Regions from separate parts of the Mus musculus genome. Here all the other regions are linked to region 1. The links are chromatin contacts, called in public promoter capture Hi-C maps. All regions are on one chromosome and are shown on one strand. Each heading gives the region's core, a stretch centred on a gene start, on an enhancer-like site or on the middle of the called end of the contact. The rest is flanking DNA. Distances are from core to core; before and after follow the strand shown. Region 1 holds the start of Ltbr (lymphotoxin B receptor). Region 2 holds the start of Atn1 (atrophin 1). Region 3 holds the start of Lrrc23 (leucine rich repeat containing 23).

Region 1 (2,819 bases), core at 208-2,707:
CCTTTACGTCCCCTCTTTGCCAACCATTCTGCTCTGTAGTTGCTACCTTTCCCAAGCTTGGCTTTGCAGCCTGCCGTTTTGCCCAAGCTTCCCCAGGGCTGACAGGAGGGAGCTACCTTCTAAGCTCCTCATACCAGTTCATGTCTTGGCAGACCCCCTCCTGTGAGCCTTTTTCAAGGACTGATAGATTCTTTATGGTTCTCCCAGTGGGCAGAGGTACCACACTCACAGTACCAGTGGGGAGAAGCACCATGCGCACAGTATCACGTTCCTTGCCCTTGATGCCCAGCCTCCCTTTACTGGCTGCCCTCAGTGACCTCTGACCTGTGACCTCGGCTTCTGTGCCAGGCTGGCAGAGTACAAGCCGCTCCTCCTCACAGTGCACACACTCATTGTCCAGATACACACAGGACATCCCCGGCTGACAGCGGCACTCGGCTTTCCGATCGCTGGTGCAAGGGGCAACCTCCTCAAAGCCCAGCACTGTCAGGGAGAGGGAAGAGTCAGAGAGGAGCTGGCCCTCCCAGTCGTACCCATCATGCAGATCCAGATGAGTCCCCACTTACCAATGTCACAGGGGCGGCACAGCTGGCAGGTGGAGAGATGGTTCCAGTGTTCATTATAGGAATTATGGGGGCAAGTCTTGCAAACCGTGTCTTGGCTGCGGCTGCATACCGCAAAGACAAACTCGCCTATGAGGCGAATGGGGAAAGAGGGTTATCAGGAGACAAGAAGTCCATCTCTGCGTCCGCTGCCTCTGCTTGCTGCATGCCTCGGAGCCTCTCCTTGGTCTCTTTGTCCCCATCCTGTCTTCATGGCTACATGCCGCTACCTCTTCAAATCTCAGTGTCCGTGGGACAATGCTAATGCTTCGTAGACTCTCCTTCCTGGCTAGTTTTAGCAGTGCTGGCTCATTCTGGCTCACCTCTACCACCCAAGCCACTTGGAGCCACTGTTCTCACCTGGGGGACAGCGGGAGCAGCAGACGTCGTGCATGGGCTCGTAGTATTCCTTGTCCTGGTCCCAGCAAGTCTGGTTTTCTATGCGATAAGGGGGCACCTTCCAGAGGAGGCGGAGAAAGAGAAGAATGAGGCAGGGTCAGCTCTGGAGGGCAGAAGGGCTAGAGAGAAACCTGGTCCATCCCACCTAGCCCCTCCCTCACCAGCTGGGGCTGAGAGGCCACCAGAAGCCCGCTGAGTCCCAGCAGGAGTGGCCCCCAGGCCAGGCCGCAGGGAGAGGAGGCCCGGGGCAGGCGCATGGCGGCCTTTCGGCTCGGCTGACCAGACCGGGTGGAGTCCTAGGAGGAAGGTGGGAAGCCCGGACGTCCTGAGCAGCGTTGGCCACGACTTCCCAAGCCTGGCGGCTGGGCCGACGTGCCCCCGGGGGCCGGGAGCGGCCGGGCCTGGCCTCCAGGGCTCCAGCGCCGGGCTCAGGAAGTGGGAGTGGAGCGAGCCGGCCGGGGGCGGGGGCAGGGAGCCCTGGGAGCAGAGGCCGGCCTGTCGCAATCGCGACGGGGGGGGGGAAGAGGAACAGGCTTGGCCGCCTCGACGCAGGGCGGGAGGGGGTGGCCGGGAAAGCACGTGAGAGCTGCAGGCCCGGAACCCGGCCTCCACCTTTCTTCGGAAGCCTGGCTCTCAGAGGGGATTGCGGATTAGGATCGCTTGCTGGCCGAAAGGGGGGCAGCAGAGACAGTGGCTAGCCATCAGTCAGGCCCACCTCCGAGAGCCCGAGGCAGAGCTGACTTGGTTGACCTGCCGTGGACGTTGAGGCAGAGAGCTGTGGACAGCTGGGTGTCAGATTTGCAAAGAGGAGGCGCCAGGGATTGACAGTGCACCCAGCCAGGATACCCAGAGGTGGTTAGCAGATGCAGCCAGCGTCTGGCCAGGCATCCCACTTGGCAGAGACTGAGGGCCTGCTCCACTCTGTGACTTTTTAAAAAGAAGCTTCCACAGTAACAAGCCCACCCACGCCACACACCAGGGCGCACACCACAAGACACTGGAGAGAGTTCAGCTGGCCCTGAATCTGTCCTCTCCTCTGGGACCTCTCTCACGGAAGGGTGGGCGTGTGTAAACCCAGGTCCTGGTGAGTGGGGGCTTCTGGGCTGGGGCTGGGTAGCCTAGTTCCAGCGTGTGTGCACATAAGCCTATAACTCTCTTAAACCGAGGGACCTGAGAGCCCAGCCAGTGTAGGTACCTTACTTTCTAGAGAAGACCTGCCCAGGGTGCCAGGCAGCGGTGCACAGGGTTCCAAGATCGTTAAGCCTGGTGGGCCTTTTCTTCCTGCCATTAATAGCCCAGAGCTGCTGGAAGTATGTGACACCCCTTTTTCCCACGTCTACTGATTCCCAACCCCCCCCCCCAGCCCCCTTCACACACACACCCCTCTAAATTTCTATTAAGAAAACAGCCATGGAGCCCCCAAGGAACCCTAATGTCTGCCCTGTGCTCCTTACTAGGCTATTGGCTGGCCCGTGGCCTGGTTTGGCTATTTAGTCTAGGCTCACGGAGTCTAGCATGATCTGGCTTATGCCACTGGCCAGGTACATATTCGTTGTGTAAATGAAGGCTGTCCACACCGCTTAGCCACTCTGGAAGAACTTAACTGCAGTCCAGATCTGATTTTCAGATCCCAGCCCATGGCAACATCTGTCCTGCCTCCCTTGTGACTCGGGGGTGGGGGGTGGGGTTGGACTCTCATTTGGAATGAGGGAAAGCCTTCTCTTGCAATAGCTCACCTGAGAACTGACCTTTTCCATGGTGGATCAGATATCCAGACAGGCTTTCGGTGGAGCCTCGAAATGCTGGCAAGGGATTGAG
Region 2 (2,819 bases), core at 231-2,730, 560 kb before region 1:
AGTTTGAACAACAACATTTTCATCTTCGCACCATACCCAGGTAGAGGCTTGCAGGAATGACCTGCAAGCAACAGGGTTACTTGTTCCAATAGACTTCTGGAGGAGAAGGGATGCCTCCTTAGGAAACCCTACTTGGGGCAACACCAGAAACATCTCCCGGAGACCCACCAAGGACAAAGCTACAGGCTGAGAGAGGCCCAATCTACATACTGAATCCCCACCTATTGGACTTCCCACTGTCTCACTACCATGGCAACAAAATGGATAAAAAAAAAAAGTGCCCCCCAAGAGACCATCCCAGGGGTCCATCTGGCAGCCACTATTACCACCTTAGTTGCCAGAGCAACTCCAACCTTTCAGGAAAGGGAGCTTTAGGGTAACCTACCCCAGGCACAAAGAGATCTCTGAGATCAAGGCAGTAAGGAAGTCCTCCTATGGGACAGCCAATGCTCTGGGGGTGAGGGTGGAGGTCACAATTCCTTGGAATGCCTATATGATTGCCCAATCTTCTCTTCTTTCCCATCCTCCCAACCTTCCCAATTCTCCCTTCAGTATCCCTGCCTTTCTTATTCGTGTTAGGAGGACTCACACTACCAAGACTCAGTGCCCCCCCTTCACGAAGTAACTAGGTCTGGGATTAGGAAAACGGGGTCAGAGGTGACCAGGATTGGGGGAAAGAAAACTGAGTCACAAAAGATATGGCCTTCCCATTTCCACCCCAAAAAACGTCGGTCTTCTCAAAGCTGGGCCTCTCCCGGTTCATCTCCATTCCCCCCAGGTTCAATCCCCCGTCTCGGCAGCTACAACCCTCATTTTACCACCTACCACACCCCTTTCCCTGTTCCCAAGACCCGCAACCTGGAAACCCGGTGCTGGGCCTGTGGGGTTACTGGAGCCTTCACGCCCCACCTCGCTGCCATCTCTCCGATCCGTCCTGCCTTCTCCGCGAACCACCCGCACAGCATCCCCCGGTTTACCTCCGCCAAGTCTCCACCTCGGCGTTCCTCCCCTTTAGGCTCTGGTCCTGGCGACGCTCGGCCCCGTCAGCCCTCCTCCCAAAACCCTCCTCCCCCCACCTCCCGAGCTCGCGACTCCCAGGCCCGCGTCCCTCCTCCGGGCGGCCCCACCCCCTGAGTCCCCAGCCTCGGGCCCGGTCGTGCCCGCAATGAGGGAACGCGACCGGGAAAATAACAAATGGAGGCGGCGGCGGGAGGGGGGACCGGGAGGGGTGGGGGCGGGGAGCCGCGGGCCGGAACGGGGCGGCCCGGGCCGGCGGCAGCGGACCTTACCTGCGAGCAGCTCGGGACGGCTGGCTGGCTGCGAGTGCGGTCGGGCTCCGGCGCCTCCCGGGGACGGCGGCGGCCACTCCCCGCCCCTCCTTACAGCGCGGCTTCAGTCGCTGCCGCGGCGGCGGCGGCGGCGGCCCCGGCCCCCCCGGAGGGCGGCCCCCATGCCCGGCTCCCCGCGCAGCCCCGATCGGCTTCTCGCGCTCCTCGCCCGCCCTCCCGCCCGGAACGCGCCGCCCGCGCCCGCCCCCGCCGCACCGCCCGCCTCCGCCCGCACTCGCGGTCCCGGCGAGGCCCGCGACCCCCGACCCTCCCGCCGCTGGTGCCGCGCGCCCCTAGCCCGCCCCGAGGCCTGCCACCCCGAAACGCGTCCTGGCCCGAGGCCCCGGTCGGGCGCGGGGCTGCGGGCGGACGGACAGGCTGGGCGGCGCGTCCGGCGACTCGCACAGGAAAGCGGACGGCGGAGGGAGGGCGCTCGGGAGAGGGGGATGGGAGCAGGGAGGAAGAGGGAGAAGGAGGGAGCGCGGAGGAACGGAGGAGAGAGAGGGGCCCGGAGGAGACGCGAGGGAGGGAGCGCGCGGCAGTCGGGGGGCGGAGGATCGGGGAAGGGGAGGCGCCGGGCGAGTTGGCCGAAGCCGGCCGGGGCGCAGAGAGAGAGGGCCTCGCTGCGCAGAGCGTGGGGAGCTCGCGGGCCCCGCGCGGGAGAGGGCTGGGTGGGAGGGGCTGTGGACTGCGAAGGCAGACCTGGGGAGGCTGGAGAAGTTTGGGGACAAGAGGGGCTGTGGCAGGGGTGAAGTAGGTGGAGTTTGGGGAATTATGAAGTAGAGATTTGGATAATGGGACTGTATTGGAAAGATGGAGAGGAAGGGCCAGAAGTAGAGGCTGGAGGGGTTTAGGAGCTATTTTGGAGAGCCTACGATGGAAGTTTGTGGACCTGGGCGGGAAAGGATGAAGACGTACTAGGAGAATGGTGTTTCTGGAAGAGATAAGCGTTTAAGGCAGTGATTGGTGTTGAGAAGAATGCAAACCACAAGAATTTGGGAATGATGAAGGAAAGCTGGAGGCAAGTCCGGAGATCCCTCTGTGGGAGAGAAGGCATGAGAAGTCTCAGAAGAGGGGTGGAGGGCAGAGGATGCCTATTCTAGAGGGAGACTGGGGTGGGCTGGGTTGGTAAACATGAATGTGGGGACTTCCAATCGAACTAAGAACTATTTCCTTTGGCAAATAAAGTGGAGGAGAATGAATTAGAGAGGTCTGGAAGGAAACACAAGATAAATAGGGCTTTTGTGGCAACGTGGTGGGAGGGCCAGTGATGGGAAAAGAGAGGAGCTAGAGACGGAGGGAGAACCCTGGAGGAGTGACAGACTGGGGTCCAGGCCCTAGTGTGGAAGAGGTAACTAAGAGGTGGCACTTCACTTTTGGGCCCTTCATTTTCTCGAGGTTCCTGAACTAGACCTTCTCAAGTCTGAAGTCATTACTAGTAGCATCTTTGGTCATGGTCACAGAAGGGATGAAGTGGGGGATTAGGTGGAA
Region 3 (2,819 bases), core at 198-2,697, 530 kb before region 1:
TTCTCAGAAATATCCACATAGCGAAGATGGATATAGGAGCGCAGTAAGGAGATGTCTGTGAGGTCCCTAGGAGGTGGGAGGGGGGGGGGAGAGATCCACCGGAAAGGATAAGAACCCAGAGAGAAACGGCACAGGTGCTAGGACAGAGAGCAATGCAGAGAAGCCTTGTACTGGGATGACAGAGACGGAGGGGAAGAGGAGGCAAGTGGGGTTTTCTTCTTGTTTTTCAGTGCAGAGATCAAAACTAGTGCCTTGCACATGGCAGACGACCTTTCATACTACTAAGCTACATCTCGGAGCCAAACAGAGACTCCTCCACAGAAGCTTCAGTGTGTTGTTTTTGGTGCTGGGAATGAACCTGGAGCCTTGTGCATACTAGGCAAGTTCTCCACTGCTAAGCTACCCTCCCAGTCACCTAAGAGTCCCGGACGGACGTTCTGAAAAGCGAAGCCCACCATGTCTTCCCATGAGCTCTAGCCCAAACACTCAGGAATGAGAGAGGGAAGGCACGAGATGCTCCCGTCTCGCAGTCCTCACCTGTCCTTAGCCTCCAGCTTAATATAAGCGTGAGCCAGTCCACTGCCAATCTTGCAGAGTAATGAGAGCCCTTCCTTCATCATGGCCTCCGTGATGGGGGTGGGCAGCCACTGTAAGAGGTGGGGAATACAGGCATCCCTCTCCAGCTCCCCTCTAGTCCCGAGCCCCGGGAGCCCTCCTGAAGCAGGCTCTCACTTCCTCAGAGGCTTCTTCTGTCTCTTTCCTGTAGTCTTCCCATTCCTCTATCTCCTTGTCACTTTCCACTTCATCCTGTTCTGCATCAACGTCATCCACATCATCTTCATCCGACATCTTTCTCTGCCCTGCGCTCTGGAGTCAGATGAGACTCAGTCCTGGTCCTGAGAAAGAAGGTCTTAGCTCCCACCCCCCCAACCCTCCAGTCCCTCACCTCCAGCTACAGGTGCCCTATACAGTCTGTCTCCTCTGAACTCCCACTTGTGCATCTTTCCTCATGCTGGAGACCGTCTTTGGACTCCCAGTCTCTGCTCGGAGCCTCCTCCCACTCCACCCCTGCTCCCTTCAGGACACTTTCCCACACTCCCGGACTGTTCCTGCTGTCACTTGCCTCCAACAGTGTCCCAGCAGCCCAGCGTCCTCCTTCCTCAATTCCCTTTGATACAGTTCTACATGTCCTCCTAAAATCTCCCCTACCTACTCCTCCTCCCCTTCTTTACCCACACCTCACCTCCGGGTTGGGTTCCCTTCCACCCCAACCCCTCTTCTAATGCGGCCTCTTTGCTTAACACCACCATTTCCCTGACACGAAGTCTTCAACCCTCCAACCCAGTTCGCCTTCAGAAGTGGGCGCAGACCCTGACTCTGCTCCTCTAGAAGTAGTTAAGGAGAGGATCTTTGTGCTGAGACGCCAAGACTGTTTTTTTGGAAGACGCAACGGGGTAGCCGGAGTTATTTATTGTTGTTATGGCAACAGGGGCGGGACGCTTAGCTTTGCAGCCAGCTTCCGTTGAGAGTTTAGAGTACCTCAACCGCAAAGCAAAAACCCTAACGCCCCTCTTTCCACCCTCAGCGGGTAGCTCAGTAGTTGCCAGGTTACGAGGCCAAATTTCTAATCCCAGGAACCAGGAGAAGGCGAGAAAAGAGTGTCAAGGAGTTAATTGTCGGCGGACATAAAACAATGGTCCAATATTAACAGCAGCACTGAGAAGCGGGAGGGAGGCGGGGCTGGCCATTAAGTCCTTAAAGCAATTAGATGTCCGGATGCAAAGGAATTGGGCTTTAAGACTATACCTAAGAAGCAAAAAGGAGATGGATGAGGGGGGAAAGGCACGAAGAGAAGCAAGAAATACTAAGTTATGGGATTTGTTGCTGGCCGGGTTCCGCTCATTTACTTCGAAGGTGGCCTGGTGGTGCAAACCTTTAAGACCCAGCTTTGCGACCCCTGCGACCCCCTCTGGCAGGAAAGATAACTCAGAGATTAAGGGCCCTGGCTGTTCTTCTAAAAGACCCAGCTCTATTCCCAGCACTCACAAACCATCTGTAACTCCTGCTCTAGCGATCTGATGCCATCTTCTGACCTCTACACATAAAATAATAAAATTAATACATCTAAAAAATAAAAGGTCTGGCTTGGAGTCTTGGTAGATCTGCTGATTACTAGCAGTCCTCTAGAATTCTGTAGAATAAACGTAACGTTAAGAACTGGGAGGAGTCTGCTGAGTTACTCTGTGTCTTCGCTGTTGCTGTTTTCCTCTGAAGCAGCAGACTTTCTATGTAAGCCAGGCTGCCTCGAAGTCACTCCTTTCCCAGCCTCTTAAACACTGGGATTACAGGTGAGCGCAACCATGCCCAACTAACACTATCTTGTGGAGTCTAAGGAAAAGAGAATGCTTGATACAGGAACACATGGGACTAATTGTTACCTGCTTTATATAAAATGCAAATTGGAGGCTAGATGGCTCAGGGGTTGAGAGCACTCGTGCAATTGCAGAGTTTTCAGCACCCACAAAAGGTGGCTCCCAACCATCTAGGACTCCATCTCCAGGGGATCCAATGTCTCTGGCCTTCATGCACATACTCTCCCCACCCACACACACATACACACACAACCATACACTTGGGTAAACTAATCTTTTTAAAGATTGCAAAGTGGTCTGATGGAATATGTGTGGGCTGGAAGTCAGAAAGTGTTCCTTTGGATCAGTCGAGTTTGGGGAACGTAATCGACAAATCTGTTCTCTTGGTGTCAAGGAACGGGAGCTCTAGCAACAGCGGTAGCTTTAAAGCATAAATCCTGGGTTCCA

What was found. Promoter capture Hi-C pulls out the DNA fragments that hold promoters and counts their contacts.
Region 2: a contact with region 1 is called in a promoter capture Hi-C map of neutrophils, with 4 times the contacts expected there. The contact joins the promoter of Atn1 here to the promoter of Ltbr in region 1. A contact is called at or near these places in 3 of 39 promoter capture datasets (liver and neutrophils) and 1 of 115 datasets of contacts at active chromatin or transcription factors (pancreatic cancer cells).
Region 3: a contact with region 1 is called in a promoter capture Hi-C map of liver, with 2.2 times the contacts expected there. The contact joins the promoter of Lrrc23 here to the promoter of Ltbr in region 1. A contact is called at or near these places in 3 of 39 promoter capture datasets (liver and pre-B cells), 1 of 115 datasets of contacts at active chromatin or transcription factors (pancreatic cancer cells) and 1 of 9 other capture datasets (pancreatic islet).

Annotation. Positions count from the first base shown.
Region 1 is chr6:125,312,428-125,315,246 of GRCm38.p6, forward strand. It overlaps Ltbr (lymphotoxin B receptor), which reads right to left and starts at 1,458. Exons shown (of 10, transcript NM_010736.4): 1 at 1,163-1,458; 2 at 963-1,059; 3 at 567-692; 4 at 325-483. The coding sequence starts at 1,258. It also overlaps a transcript of Scnn1a not described here.
Region 2 is chr6:124,755,007-124,757,825 of GRCm38.p6, forward strand. Atn1 (atrophin 1) reads right to left here and starts at 1,481. Exons shown (of 10, transcript NM_007881.4): 1 at 1,290-1,481.
Region 3 is chr6:124,778,280-124,781,098 of GRCm38.p6, forward strand. It overlaps Lrrc23 (leucine rich repeat containing 23), which reads right to left and starts at 1,448. Exons shown (of 8, transcript NM_001302555.1): 1 at 1,371-1,448; 2 at 733-867; 3 at 538-647; 4 at 1-66. The coding sequence starts at 849.